2 separate regions of the Sus scrofa genome follow, and region 1 is linked to region 2. The links are chromatin contacts, called in public HiChIP or PLAC-seq maps. All regions are on one chromosome and are shown on one strand. Each heading gives the region's core, a stretch centred on a gene start, on an enhancer-like site or on the middle of the called end of the contact. The rest is flanking DNA. Distances are from core to core; before and after follow the strand shown.

What was found. HiChIP or PLAC-seq counts read pairs in DNA pulled down with a chosen protein or histone mark.
Region 1: a contact with region 2 is called in an H3K27ac HiChIP or PLAC-seq map of skeletal muscle. The contact joins two enhancer-like sites. A contact is called at or near these places in 1 of 47 Hi-C or Micro-C datasets (liver) and 1 of 2 datasets of contacts at active chromatin or transcription factors (skeletal muscle).

What each region holds. Positions count from the first base shown.
Region 1 is chr18:50,914,377-50,920,688 of Sscrofa11.1, reverse strand. It overlaps CAMK2B (calcium/calmodulin-dependent protein kinase type II subunit beta), which reads right to left. Exons shown (of 19, transcript XM_021078650.1): 3 at 5,899-5,958. Among named protein-coding and RNA genes, the nearest start is that of YKT6, 54 kb to the left of the region's middle. Within about 2 kb of position 4,913, at least 1 of the 83 cell types and tissues checked has an H3K27ac peak or open chromatin away from gene starts, as enhancers often do. A contact at or near this core is called in skeletal muscle, where this site is marked.
Region 2 is chr18:50,712,968-50,718,610 of Sscrofa11.1, reverse strand. DDX56 (DEAD-box helicase 56) reads right to left here. Exons shown (of 14, transcript NM_001244543.1): 13 at 4,312-4,385; 14 at 3,644-3,910. The coding sequence ends at 3,839. Among named protein-coding and RNA genes, the nearest start is that of DDX56, 10 kb to the right of the region's middle. Within about 2 kb of position 1,825, at least 7 of the 83 cell types and tissues checked have an H3K27ac peak or open chromatin away from gene starts, as enhancers often do. A contact at or near this core is called in skeletal muscle, where this site is marked.

The DNA of each region.
Region 1 (6,312 bases), core at 3,664-6,163, 200 kb before region 2:
CAAGGGCCCGGCCAGCAGGGAGCCCACGCCAGGAGCCCCAGCGTGGCCGCAGCGGCCCCCAGGGGCAGACACCTGCCCTGAGCAGCGGTCAGGGCCTCAGGTCCCTGCAGTGGCTCACTTCACACACCTGCTTCCCTCGCTGGCTCCCTCCCGCTGCCTGCTCGGTCTCAAGGGCCCGATGGGTCACAGCCTTCTGCCCTCGCCCCACCCAGGCCTGGGCCCAACACCTCACACCCTCCAGCCGGGACCCCAACTCCACCCAGGCAGAAGATCTGCCTAACGGACAGCAGACCCCCAGCTTGGTGCAGCCTCCTCGAGGGCCCACCAACAAGCCCCAGGAGGGAACAAAATCTCTCCTCCCTCCTTTCTGGTGGCGGGGGTCCCACAGGTCCGCCCCTCTGAGCAGCATCCCCCGCCCCCAGCTGCCTGCCCTGAAGCTCCAAGCAAAGAAAGACCCCGCCTGGTGGGGGTCCTGCTGTGGTGCAATGCGATCAGCGCCACAGCAGGAACTTGGGAGCGCTGGGACGCAGGTTCGATCCCTGGCCAAGCACAGTGGGTTAAGGATCCAGCATTGCTGCAGCTGCTGCTTAGGTCACAACTAGGGCTCTGATCTGATGCCTGGCCCGGGAGCTCTGTATGCCAGGGCGCAGCCAAGAAAGGAAGGATTAAAAGAAGAACCCCAGGTGGGCAGGGGGCACGGAGGGGAGGGGTCCACCCTCCACCACCCTGCCGGCCCTCTGGACAGCACCCACAGAGGGACGCTCCGGGGGCCTCTCTCTCCTCCCATGCAGGGGACTCTCTTTTCCCTGGGAGCCCCAGGGGTCCATAAATCTGGGGTCCTGCTAGGCTTTCCTCCAGGTGGAGGCCACCCCTGCCCCAGTGCAGGGGCGAGGGGTGAGGCTCCCAGGTCCTGCGGCAGAGCCCTCCCCCTCACCCTGGAAGACATGCGGGTCAAGGCCAGGTGCACAGACACCCTTCTTTTTTTCTTAAATGTTTTTAACGTTTAAAAAAGTCATGCATAGTTTTAATGAAGAGAACCTCCTTAGCACATCAGACCCATGACCTCAGACAGGGCTCAGTAAAAAGCGAATTGTCACGGCATCTACGACAGCAAAAGCAGTAGGGAAACAGCACTCATAACTCTGGACGCGGGCGGCACAGAGGCGGCAAATGGAGTCCCGGGAGTACCTGAGAGGGTCCTGCCCGGGGAGCCCTGCGCTGGGGACAACGACGTCCACAAGAGGCCGGGGGGGGACGTGCCCCCCACTGCTGGGGCCATGGCTTCTCCAGGGACAGGACCCCAGGCCAAAGGACTCTTGCGGGGTCCTCCTGCTCCTCCCCGGCAGCCCCAAGCCCGTCCCTGCACCCCCAGAATATGATTAGCTTCGAGAAAGAGGCGCTGCGGGGCGGCGGCAGGCCCTGAACATTTGGAGACTGGAAACCTCCCCCTTCCCCTTCCGCACTGGCCTCCTTGGGGGAAGTCCTCCCAGGGCCATCTTCCCCCATGTGCCCACTGCCCGCTCCTGGGTGGACAGTCTTGCAGGGGAGGGCAGTTCCGGCCCCAGAACCGGGAGGCGGGAATTTGCCATCAGTGAGCCAGGCCAAGGAGAGAGAGGGTCAGTGTGCAGAGGGGAGGCTGAGGGAAGGCTGACGGGAGGCTGGACGGAGGCTGAGGGGAGGCTGGAGGGAGGCTGGAGGGGAGGCTGGATGGAGGCTGAGGGGAGGCTGGAGAGAGGCTGAGAGGAGGCTGAGGGGAAGCTGGAGGGAGGCTGAGGGGAGGCTGGAGGGAGGCTGAGGGGAGGCTGGATGGATGATGAGGGGATGCTGAGGGGAGGCTGGAGAGAGGCTGAAAGGAGGCTGAGGGGAAGCTGGAGGGGAGGCTGGATGGAGGCTGGAGGGAAGATGGAGGGAGGCTGAGGGGAGGCTGGAGAGAGGCTGAGAGGAGGCTGAGGGGAAGCTGGAGGGAGGCTGAGGGGAGGCTGGAGAGAGGCTGAGAGGAGGCTGAGGGGAAGCTGGAGGGAGGCTGAGGGGAGGCTGGAGGGAGGCTGAGGAGAGGCTAGAGGGAGGCTGAAGAGGAAGCTGGAGGGAGGCTGAGGGAAGCCTGGAGGGATGCTGAGGGGAGGCTGCGAAGAAGCTAAGGGGAGCCTGAGGGGAAGCTGGAGAGAGGCTGAGAGGAGGGTGAGGGGAAGCTAAAGGGAGGCTGGAGGGGAGGTTGAGGGGAGGCTGTTTGGAGGCTGAGGGGAGGCTGGAGGGAGGCTGAGGAGAGGCTAGAGGGAGGCTGAAGAGGAAGCTGGAGGGAGGCTGAGGGAAGCCTGGAGGGATGCTGAGGGGAGGCTGCGAAGAAGCTAAGGGGAGTCTGAGGGGAAGCTGGAGAGAGGCTGAGAGGAGGGTGAGGGGAAGCTAAAGGGAGGCTGGAGGGGAGGTTGAGGGGAGGCTGTTTGGAGGCTGAGGGGAGGCTGGAGAGAGGCTGAGAGGAGGCTGAGGGGAAGCTGGAGGGAGGCTGAGGGGAGGCTGGAGGGATGATGAGGGGATGCTGAGGGGAGGCTGGAGAGAGGCTGAGGGAAGGCTGGAGGGAGGCTGAGGGAAGGCTGGAAGGAGGCTGAGGGAAGGCTGGAAGGATGCTGAGGGAAGCCTGGAGGGATGCTGAGGGAAGGCTGAGGGGAGGTTGAGGGAAGGCTGAAGGGAAGCTGGAGGGAGGCTGAGGGGAGGCTGAAGAGGAGGTTGGAGGGAGGCTGAGGGAAGATGGAGGGAGGCTGAGGGGTGGCTGGAGGGAGGCTGAGGGGAGGCTGTTTGGAGGCTGAGGGGAGGTTGGAGGGATGCTGAAGAGGAGGCTAGAGGGAGGCTGGAGAGGAGGGTGGAGGGAGGCTGAGGAGAAGCTAAGGGGAGCCTGAGGGGAGGCTGGAGAGAGGCTGAGGGGAAGCTAAATGGAGGCTGGAGGAGGCTAGAGGAAGGCTGGAGGGGAGGTTGAGGGGAGGCTAAAGGGGGACTGAGGACAGGCTGGAGGGAGGCTGAGGGGAGGTTGGAGAGAGGCTGAGAGGAGGCTGAGGGGAGGCTGGAGGGAGGCTGAGGGGAGGTTGGAGGGAGGCTGGAGAGGAGGCTAGAGGGAGGCTGGAGAGGAGGTTGGAGGGAGGCTGAGGGGAGGCTGGAGGGAGGCTGAGGGGAGGTTGGAGGGAGGCTGAAGAGGAGGCTAGAGGGAGGCTGGAGAGGAGGGTGGAGGGAGGCTGAGGGAAGCCTGGAGGGATGCTGAGGGGAGGCTGCAAAGAAGCTAAGGGGAGCCTGAGGGGAAGCTGGAGAGAGGCTGAGAGGAGGGTGAGGGGAAGCTAAAGGGAGGCTGGGGAGAGGCTAGAGGAAGGCTGGAGGGGAGGTTGAGGGGAAGCTAAAAGGGGACTGAGGGGAGGCTGGACAGAGGCTGAGGGGAGGTGGGGAGGCTGGGAGGAGGCTAAGGGGGGCCAAAGGAAGGCTGAAGGGAGTCTGGAGGCAGGCTGAAGGCTACTATTTGAATCGAGGCTCTGCTTACTTCCCAGCGGGGCCCATTTTAACAGCGCTGTGGAATACGCTGCTCACAGTGCGCTCTGCTTCATCTCTGTCACCCTCAGCCTCTGGGGGCAGTGACGGAAGTTTGGGACGTGCTCACCTGCTAAGCAGCAACCTTTCCAGGTGCCTTTGACCCCCCAGTGAGGTGAGGGTGGAGCTGCGTCTCCACTCTGGGCGCCCTCCAGTATAGGGCGGGTGTCCGTAAATACACACTGAATTAGGAAGTCTTTTTTTTTTTTTTTTTGTCTTTTTAGGGCCACACCCACAGCATATGGAGGTTCCCAGGCCAGGGGGCGAATCGGAGCTGCAGCTGCCGGCCTACGCCACAGCCACAGCCACGCTGGATCTGAGCCGTGTCTGCGACCTCCACCACAGCTCATGACAACACTGAGTGAGGCCAGGGATCAAACCCACATCCTCACGGATACTAGTTGGGACCACTCAGGACCCAGCCAGAACCACACTGGGCGCCCAGGCGGAGGAGGGGCTTCTTGTTGAAGAACTGTCCCCAAACACCAACCCAAGGACACCTGCGTCTTCTCCACTAAGTAAGGGGCTCCTGAAAGTCACTCAGAAGGCGGCCCCACGCCCGCTCGGTGCTCAGCGGACGCGGAGGAGAGGGCTGACCAGGAGGGGCTGTGGGTACAGCAGCTGATGGGGTGGTGTCGGCCGGAAGCACCAGGCGAGAGGGTCATCCCAGGCCTGGGGGCTAGACCTGGACGGGCAGAGGGACAAAGGCCCGGGGGGGTGGGGGGAGCAGACTGGAGCCTGACTTCTGCCAAACACGCCCCAGCCAGTGAAGAGTGGGTGGGGGTCCCTGTGGACCCCCGTCTCAGCATTGCCTGGCGTGCTGGCTAAGACTCCGACTCCTGGGCCTGCTCTAGGCCTCTGAGTTGAACTTTCTGGGGGCAGGGCAGGCATCCACAGGCCATGATTCCCACAGACTCAGCCTTGAGTGGGCTGTGATTACAGAGTGTGGGCCCAGGCACCAGGGCTGCAGCAGCCCCGTGGCCCTGACCCAGGGACCTGCCCAGAAACAGGAGATCTGCCTTCCCCTGCACCTGCCGTCCGGGCCAGGACAGCTGGAGAAGACCAGCGACTGGTGCGGTCCCAGCCAGAGGGCACCAGCTCCCCATGACCAGCTCTGAGGGCCGCCAGCCCCTTCACGCAGCCGAGGCCCTGGGATGGGAGTGGCCTGGATCTGGCTGCTCAGCACAGCCTGGCTTTCCTTTTAAACAGAGTCCCCAGGGCCATCGGGGAACAACTGAACCCGAATGTTGGCAGAAGGGGCCCAGGAATCCACCCTGACAAGCTCCTCAGCTGCCCACTGTCCCTTGTGCCTCCTGGTGGCTTCCAAACATGAGCAAGGTCTGGGTCCCTGAAGTCCCCAAAGGGAAGAGAGGTGGAGAAGGACCGGCAGCTGTACAGTGGGGACAAGGGCCTCACACTGAGAGGGACGGGTGGAGGCTGAGAGGCCCCAGGACATCTGCACAGCTTCCGGGGTCTGGGGTCCCAGCAGCTCCTACGTTGTGTTGCCCATAGGGACTTGGCCTGGGGTTTCAAAAGAAGGGAACTACTGGCGGGCAGGGCAACCAAGACCCGCGTTCCCGGGGCTCCATGCGCCCCCAGAGGACAGCTGATCCCTGCCCCAGACAGCAGTTCTGGGGCCCCTGGCTGGGGATACAACAGATGGTCCCCAGAATCAGACCTCAGACCTCAGACCTCAGGCTGGAACTGCGCCTGGCATGGTCTCTGCCTAGTCTTTGCTTTACAAACATTTTTCTCCATAATCAGACTGTTGTGGCTTTTCTTTTTTTTTTTTTTTTTTTTTTTTTTTTTGCTTTTTAGGCCACACCCACAGCATATGGAGGTTCCCAGGCTAGGGGTCAAATTGGAGCTGTAGCCGCTGGCCTACACCACAGCCACAGCAACACCAGATCGGAGTGGAGTCTGCAACCTACACCACAGCTCACGGCAATGCCGGATCCTTAACCCACTGAGCAAGGTCAGGGATCGAACCTGCGTCCTCATGCTAGTCAGATTCATTTCCACTGTGCCATGACGGGAGCTCCCTGTGGCTCTTCTGAAGCCAAAGAACGTGAGAACCCTGTGTGTCTTCAGCAGAATCAGGGCTCAGAGCTACACAGCGGTGGGCGGGGACCGGGCCAGGAGGAGCCCAGCCTTGATCCCCCGCCCCAGGGGGCTGCCCCAAAGCCTCTGCAGGAAGGAGGAGACAGAGACCCTGGGGGTAGGACCCTTCTGTGGGGAAGGAAAGGGATACCTTTGGGACACCTTTGGGGTCCCTCTGCCGGCTGTACAGGAAAGCTGGGCCCCCGCCCCCACCCCCCTCGGAGGGCCGCTCACCGATGTTGGAATGCTTCAGAAGACGGCAGATTCGAGCCTCCCTCTCCAGCTTCTGGTGATCTGGGGACAGAAAGGGACATGGCATCACCTCATGCCCCTGCAGCCAGTAGCACCCCAGTGCCCGACTGCACGCTGGACAGGCCGCCACCACGGGGCTCACAGCCAGGGTGTGGCTGCCACTTTCCACAGCGTGGCCCCGGCTGACAGGCGCCTGCCCCGTGGACCCATCAGGGGGTGCCCTCTTGCCTCGACCTGGACCCCCGGCGGGCAGCGCTGGGGTCAGAAACAGCTGCCCCTGCCTGGAGGAGAGGACCTCCAGAGGCAGGAATGGAAGTTTCCCCAGATGACTCAGGAAAAGGCCATCCAGCAGCCACAGAACGGACAGCACCAATTTCATCCTTCACTTATTTGTCC
Region 2 (5,643 bases), core at 576-3,075:
CATCAAAACAACGTCACAGGGACAAGCCGGATCATTAACCCACTGTGCCACAGCGGGAACTCCTAGAAAGTTACACCCTTTATCACTGCATCTCACACATGAGGTTGGACTCAGAAAGGAAGGACTGGGCTGGACCTTGATCCAGAGCAGAACCCAACAATCTGAACACCTTCCTACTCTGCCACTCAGCCAGGTAGCACTGGGTTGGCTACTTATTCTCTCCAAGCTGCAGGGTTTTTTTTTTTGGGGGGGGTGCTTTTTAGAGTTGCACCCGCCACATATGGAAGCTCCCAGGCCAGGGGTCAAATTGGAGCTGCTGCCGCCAGCCTACACCACAGCAATGCAGGATCCAAGCCATGTCCTCAACCTACACCACAGCTCACAGCGTCAGATCTTCAACCTGCCGAGTAAGGCCAGGGATCAAACCCACATCCTCATGGATACTAATCAAGTCCTTTACTGCTGAGACACAGCGGAACACCCAAGCCGCAGTTAACCAATCTGTAAAATGGGATGGTTGTGGAGACATTAAAGCTTTTGCCTCTCAAAGGCCAGTCTGAGGTCCAGCAGCACTGGCTCCCTCAGGAGGGGAACTTGTTAGAAATCTCAGACCCTGCCCCAGACCTGCCTTCTAAAAAGCCTCTGCCAGAGAGTTCCTGCAGTGGCACTGTGGGTTAAGAATCCAACTGCCCCAGCTTGGGTTGCTAAGAGGTGTGAGTTCAATCCCAGCGCAGTGCAGTGAGTTAAAGGATCCAGTTGCCACATCTGCGGCTGGGATTCAATCCCTGGCCTGGGAACTTCCATATGCAGCGGATGAGGCCATAAACATTTTTTAAAAAGAAGCTTCTACCCTCCAGTGTGCATCACAGTTTGAAGGGCACAGTAGCAAAGCCACCCCGACAGGATTGAGGGGCCAGCACAGGGCTGGGCACAGGCCCCCGCATGAATTCCGCTTGGTCTGCAGTGCTTCCCTGAGACACTGGCCCTGAAGACCAAAGTCCCAAGAACAATTAATTCCCCAAATGCTGAGTCACCAATCCTCAGCAGATGGAGGAGAGAATTAGCTGGGATGGGAAACGCACTTCAACTGGCCCATGATCTGGGTCCAGAGGTTTTTAGGGGCTCTGTTCTGTGTTTACCAGCATGGCGCTCAACTATCTAATCAGGGTGCTCCCCACTTAAAATCCACCGGCACCTCTTTGTAGCCTTTGAATTGTATTCTCTCTTCTAAGTGATTTAGTTTCTCAGCTTTTGCCGACTATGGTGACAACCGCTTTGGTTTCCGTTTCGCTCCAGGATCCCTCCCGCCCAGAGGACTCACACATGCTGTCCCCTCTCAGGACTGCTCTTCCCGCCCAGCGTTCGGCTCCCCCGATTCCTTCCGTCGGGGGAGGCCCCAAGTGCCTGGTACCCTCGATGTCCCAGGAAGGTGATGGCTAGCCATCAGTGCGCTGGCTGGAGGGCACTGCCCCCTTCCTTCTGCCCCAGCCCAACGTCTACACCTGGCAGCCCGAACAAGTGTTGGCAGAGCACACAGAGGCTTCATGGAGTCTGCAGCTTGCGGGGGTCGGGATGCATTGAAAGCATGATCCCTGACCCCTCGAAAGCCCCTGGCATGCAAGGGGACGCTCTGTCCATCTCCCCTAGGTCCCAGCACACAGCTGGGACACAGCGGTCCCACCCAGGCCTACGTGTGCGTGAGACTGACAGCCAGGGGCAGAGATGGTCAGCACTTTACTGACCCCTTGCCAGGAGCCCTGTGCGTCAGCCAGCCTGGAAACCGCCGCAAACAGGCCAAGTTTATCTGTTGCTTGGTGAAGCTGAGTTTATGGCACGCTAACCCCACCTCTTAGCTGCCAGGCCCAGGTCACTGATCCTGTGTCCCAGGGCCTGTCCAGTTGTTCCAGACATGCTTGTCAAGGACAGAGGTTTTGGTGTCAGTTAGACAAGTCCAGCTCCTGGGCCTGTTTCCCACCCAGAAGTGGACAGCAGCGCCTGCACCCAGGGCTGTGTGGGGACTGAGTGGGACACGTGGGTCCCTCTGCGCATCCAGGACATGGGGACACACTGATCTCTAACCCACGCAGCTCAGATTCCACTGCCAGGGCCCATCCCGGCTCAGGGAAGGTTACATATACACAGCTCAGCTCCCAGTGCCTGGTGGGGGAACCTGCCCCGTGTTGAGAGCGCACAGGCAGCATCCCTACCCCTCTGTGGGTCACTGGAGCAAGCCTGTGACGATGTCCGAGTCCTGCCCAGCCTTCCCCTGCCCTGTGACTGATGCCAGCTACGTTCTCTGAGCCTCGGCCCCCTGCCAAGAAATCGGCATGGCCTTATGTCAGTACAATGCTCAGCACAGGTCTCAGCACTCGGTCCCCAGCTCTGTCCCCAGGGGAGGACACAGCCCGAAGTCCTCTTTGACAAGGGACACCACTGGGGAAACACAGGGCGCCCACTCTGTGGCATCAGGGCTGATTCTGGATAGAAGCGCATTGGCCAGGATGCCTGGGGGGCGACAGGGTCAGAGGGACAAGGAGGTTACAGCAAGAGGCTGGCACACCACCTTAGAACAGGCGGCCTCCCAGCATCCAGGGCTCTCAGGTCCCCAGAGCCAGGTCTCAGCTCCTCATCCTCCTGGCAGAAGGTCTGACAGGAACTGAAGCCAGCCGCCAGGCAGGGGAGCGGGGAGCTCTCCGTGCCGGCTCCTTCCACAGCCCGGCGCCGTGCATGCCGCCCCGATGCGGTGCAGGGCCCACAGGCGCCCACACAGCTGCCATCTGCGCAGCTCTGATGCCCCGAGGCACAGCCCAGGGATCCTGGCGGCGTCATGCTCTCACCCTCGCTGCTGATCCCACCTGAGCCAAGCCCCTGGCTCCCTGACACCCTCGGAGCAGGGGCAGGAAACGTGGCGACGCGCCACCTGACACCCAAGCCCGGGTCCGGCCACACCCTAACAGCCCCGGGCCCTCCCGCCCTAGGGACCAGGACCCGGGGTGCCGACCCCACCGCCTATTTTTCTTCCTGAGGGAAACATCGAGCACTCCTGACCTTCTCCCCAGCTCCCCCACCCGCACCCCAGGTACCCTCACCGCCCGGCCTGGCGAGGCCTGCTAAGCAGGTGATGGTGGCACTGTGATTCACGGGCACAGTCAAGGGCACTGAGTCATCAGTGTCCCCCTCCTGCAGACAGCCCCCTCCTCCTGCGGGCTGGGACCCTCTCCCGTCAGCCTGGCAGCTGAGCGGAGGGCAAAGAACAGGGCAGGGGCATGTCACGCTGTCGCCAGGGCATCACAGCACACACAGGTGCACCGAGCAGCCTGAGGGAGGGCAAGGCCGACCTGCCAGCACCCCGCCATGTAGGTCTCATCAGGAGAGCCCGCCTTCCCCGCTGATGAACTTGTTTCCAGGCCTCAGGGAAGGGAGGTGGTCAGCGCAGCCCCAGACAGAAGGCCACGGAGCAGCCAGGCCAGGGACCCAGGCCAGGGCTAAGAGGCACCAGGTCGCAGCACGGCACGGCTGACCCCTTCTGACCAAGGAGGCACTGTGCAGAACGGGCAGAGAGCCAGGCACGGCTTCCAGGAAGCAGCTTCAGACTCCCACGGTTTCCAGGGATGGTCCCTTCCTCCAGGCAGGAGGCACAAACCAGGGCAGCTAGAACCTTTATTCTGTTAAAGGCAAGGCGCCATCGGGCCGGGATGTGGGAGGCCACAGTTCTGCCTGCCCCGAATGCAGTCCGCCCAGGCTGGGAGTCAAGCGCCCTCCAGGCTCGGGAACCTGCTCCACCCTGTCCTCCGCCCCGGGAGAGGCCCGAGATGGTAGCTGAGGCCGCCCGACCACCTCAGGAGGGCTCGGCTCTGCGTTTCTCTCCTCGGTGCTTGAAGCTGCGCAGTGGGTTCTGGGTCTTCACCTTCTGCAGGGGGAAGGGGTAGCTTAGCTGGGGGGCCAGTCCATCCACACAAGACAAGACAGACTCGGATGAGCAGGTGGTGCTGCCACCTGGCACGTTCTACGGGCCCCACGCCAGGGACAGACGCTGCTTCGGGCGCTGCAGAGGCCCACCTTCCTCCTCCTGCAGCCTGGAGGGTCAGGAGGGCAGTAGGGACGGGCCAGCAGGTCCTCCTTCGCTCCTGAAGCTGCCCATGGGTGGCCAAGGGAGACCCTCAGGCCCCACGACTCTGATCTGTGGCCAGGAGCTGGGGGCCGGTTCTTGGGACCTCACTCCTCCCTCCCGGGGGCGAGCACACCCTGGTGACAATGGAATGAGGTGGGAAGAGAGCCCTGCAGCCATTGCCAAGGCCCCCGGAGACATACCTTGGCCTTCTTAGCGGACAGGGGCTTCTTCCGCTTCTTGTGTGGGCGGACGAGGCCGCGAAGAGCAGGAGGAACTGGAAGAGACGTTGGGCTCAGCTTTCGGCCTGGTCCCCCTACCCCTCAGCCTGCCTGTGGCAAAGCCCACCAGCGCCACCCTGCGGTGGCCCCCAGCGCACGCTCCCACTCTGACCCGGTGCCCAGCTCTCCAGTCCTCGCTCAAAACACCTAAGGACACACAGCTGGCCCCAGGGGTGGGATTATGGGGACGTCAGTTGTCTGTTTTAATTTTTTTTAAGTCTTTTTGCCTTTTCTAGGGCTGTTCCCGTGGCATATGGAGGTTCTCAGGCTAGGGGTCAAATCGGAGCTGTAGCCCCTGGCCTACATCACAGCCACAGCAATGCCAGATCCGAGCCACTTCTGGGACCCACACCACAGCTCACGGCAACGCCGGATCCTTAACCCACTGAGCAAGGCCAGGGATCGAACCTGAAACCTCATGGTTCCTAGTCGAATTCGTTAGCCACTGAGCCACGACGGGAACTCTATGACGTCAGTTGTCTATAACACTTTTCTACAGGGTTTAAATCTGTCACAATAAGTGTGTAACAGGAGAAAGAAAATAACATTCAAGAAAGAAAATGCTGCTAAAAAAAGCCTACGTGTAATTTCCTCCTCTGCAGCCCCTCCCCCTCCCCCTTCTCCGCTTGCCGGGCGCCACCATCAGCAGGCGCCACCATCACTGCTTATGACCTGCACAGGGTCCTTGGCCTCTGCCCCCTCACCCGCCCGGGGCACAGGGTCCCATCTGGCCAGGCCGAGGTCCTGACAGGCCTCCCGGCACCACACCAACGGACCCTCCCACCTCACCTTGACCCCTTCAGGCCTTCCGGCCACTCGCTCTTGGCAACGACTTTGCTCCCAGGGAGATGGAGGTCCCTCCCACCCCCCTTCCCCGTCTCCCTCCTCAGACCCGGACCCCCGCGGCTGTGCAGCTGTCCCCTCCAGCTCACTGTCCTGGGGGGAACTGGCACCCCCGCCAAGCCCTCTGGCATTTTCCTATCTCTTCGGGATCCCTCCCTTCCGCTTACTCAGGCCTCTCCTGCCACACCTGCCAGCTATGCCAGCCCGAGGGGATGCGGGGAAGGAGGTTGGCACTCACCACCCTTCTCCCTTAACCCACTTTCAGCATCTTCAGCATCAAAGTCACAAGCGTCGCACAAGGGACATGGATACCCAGGTGTAAAGCGGGCCAGGCTCCTGAACACCCCAGTTGGCTTTGGCCTCGTCCACACCACAGAAACCATCCTCTGGGCCATTCTTGACCCCACAGCT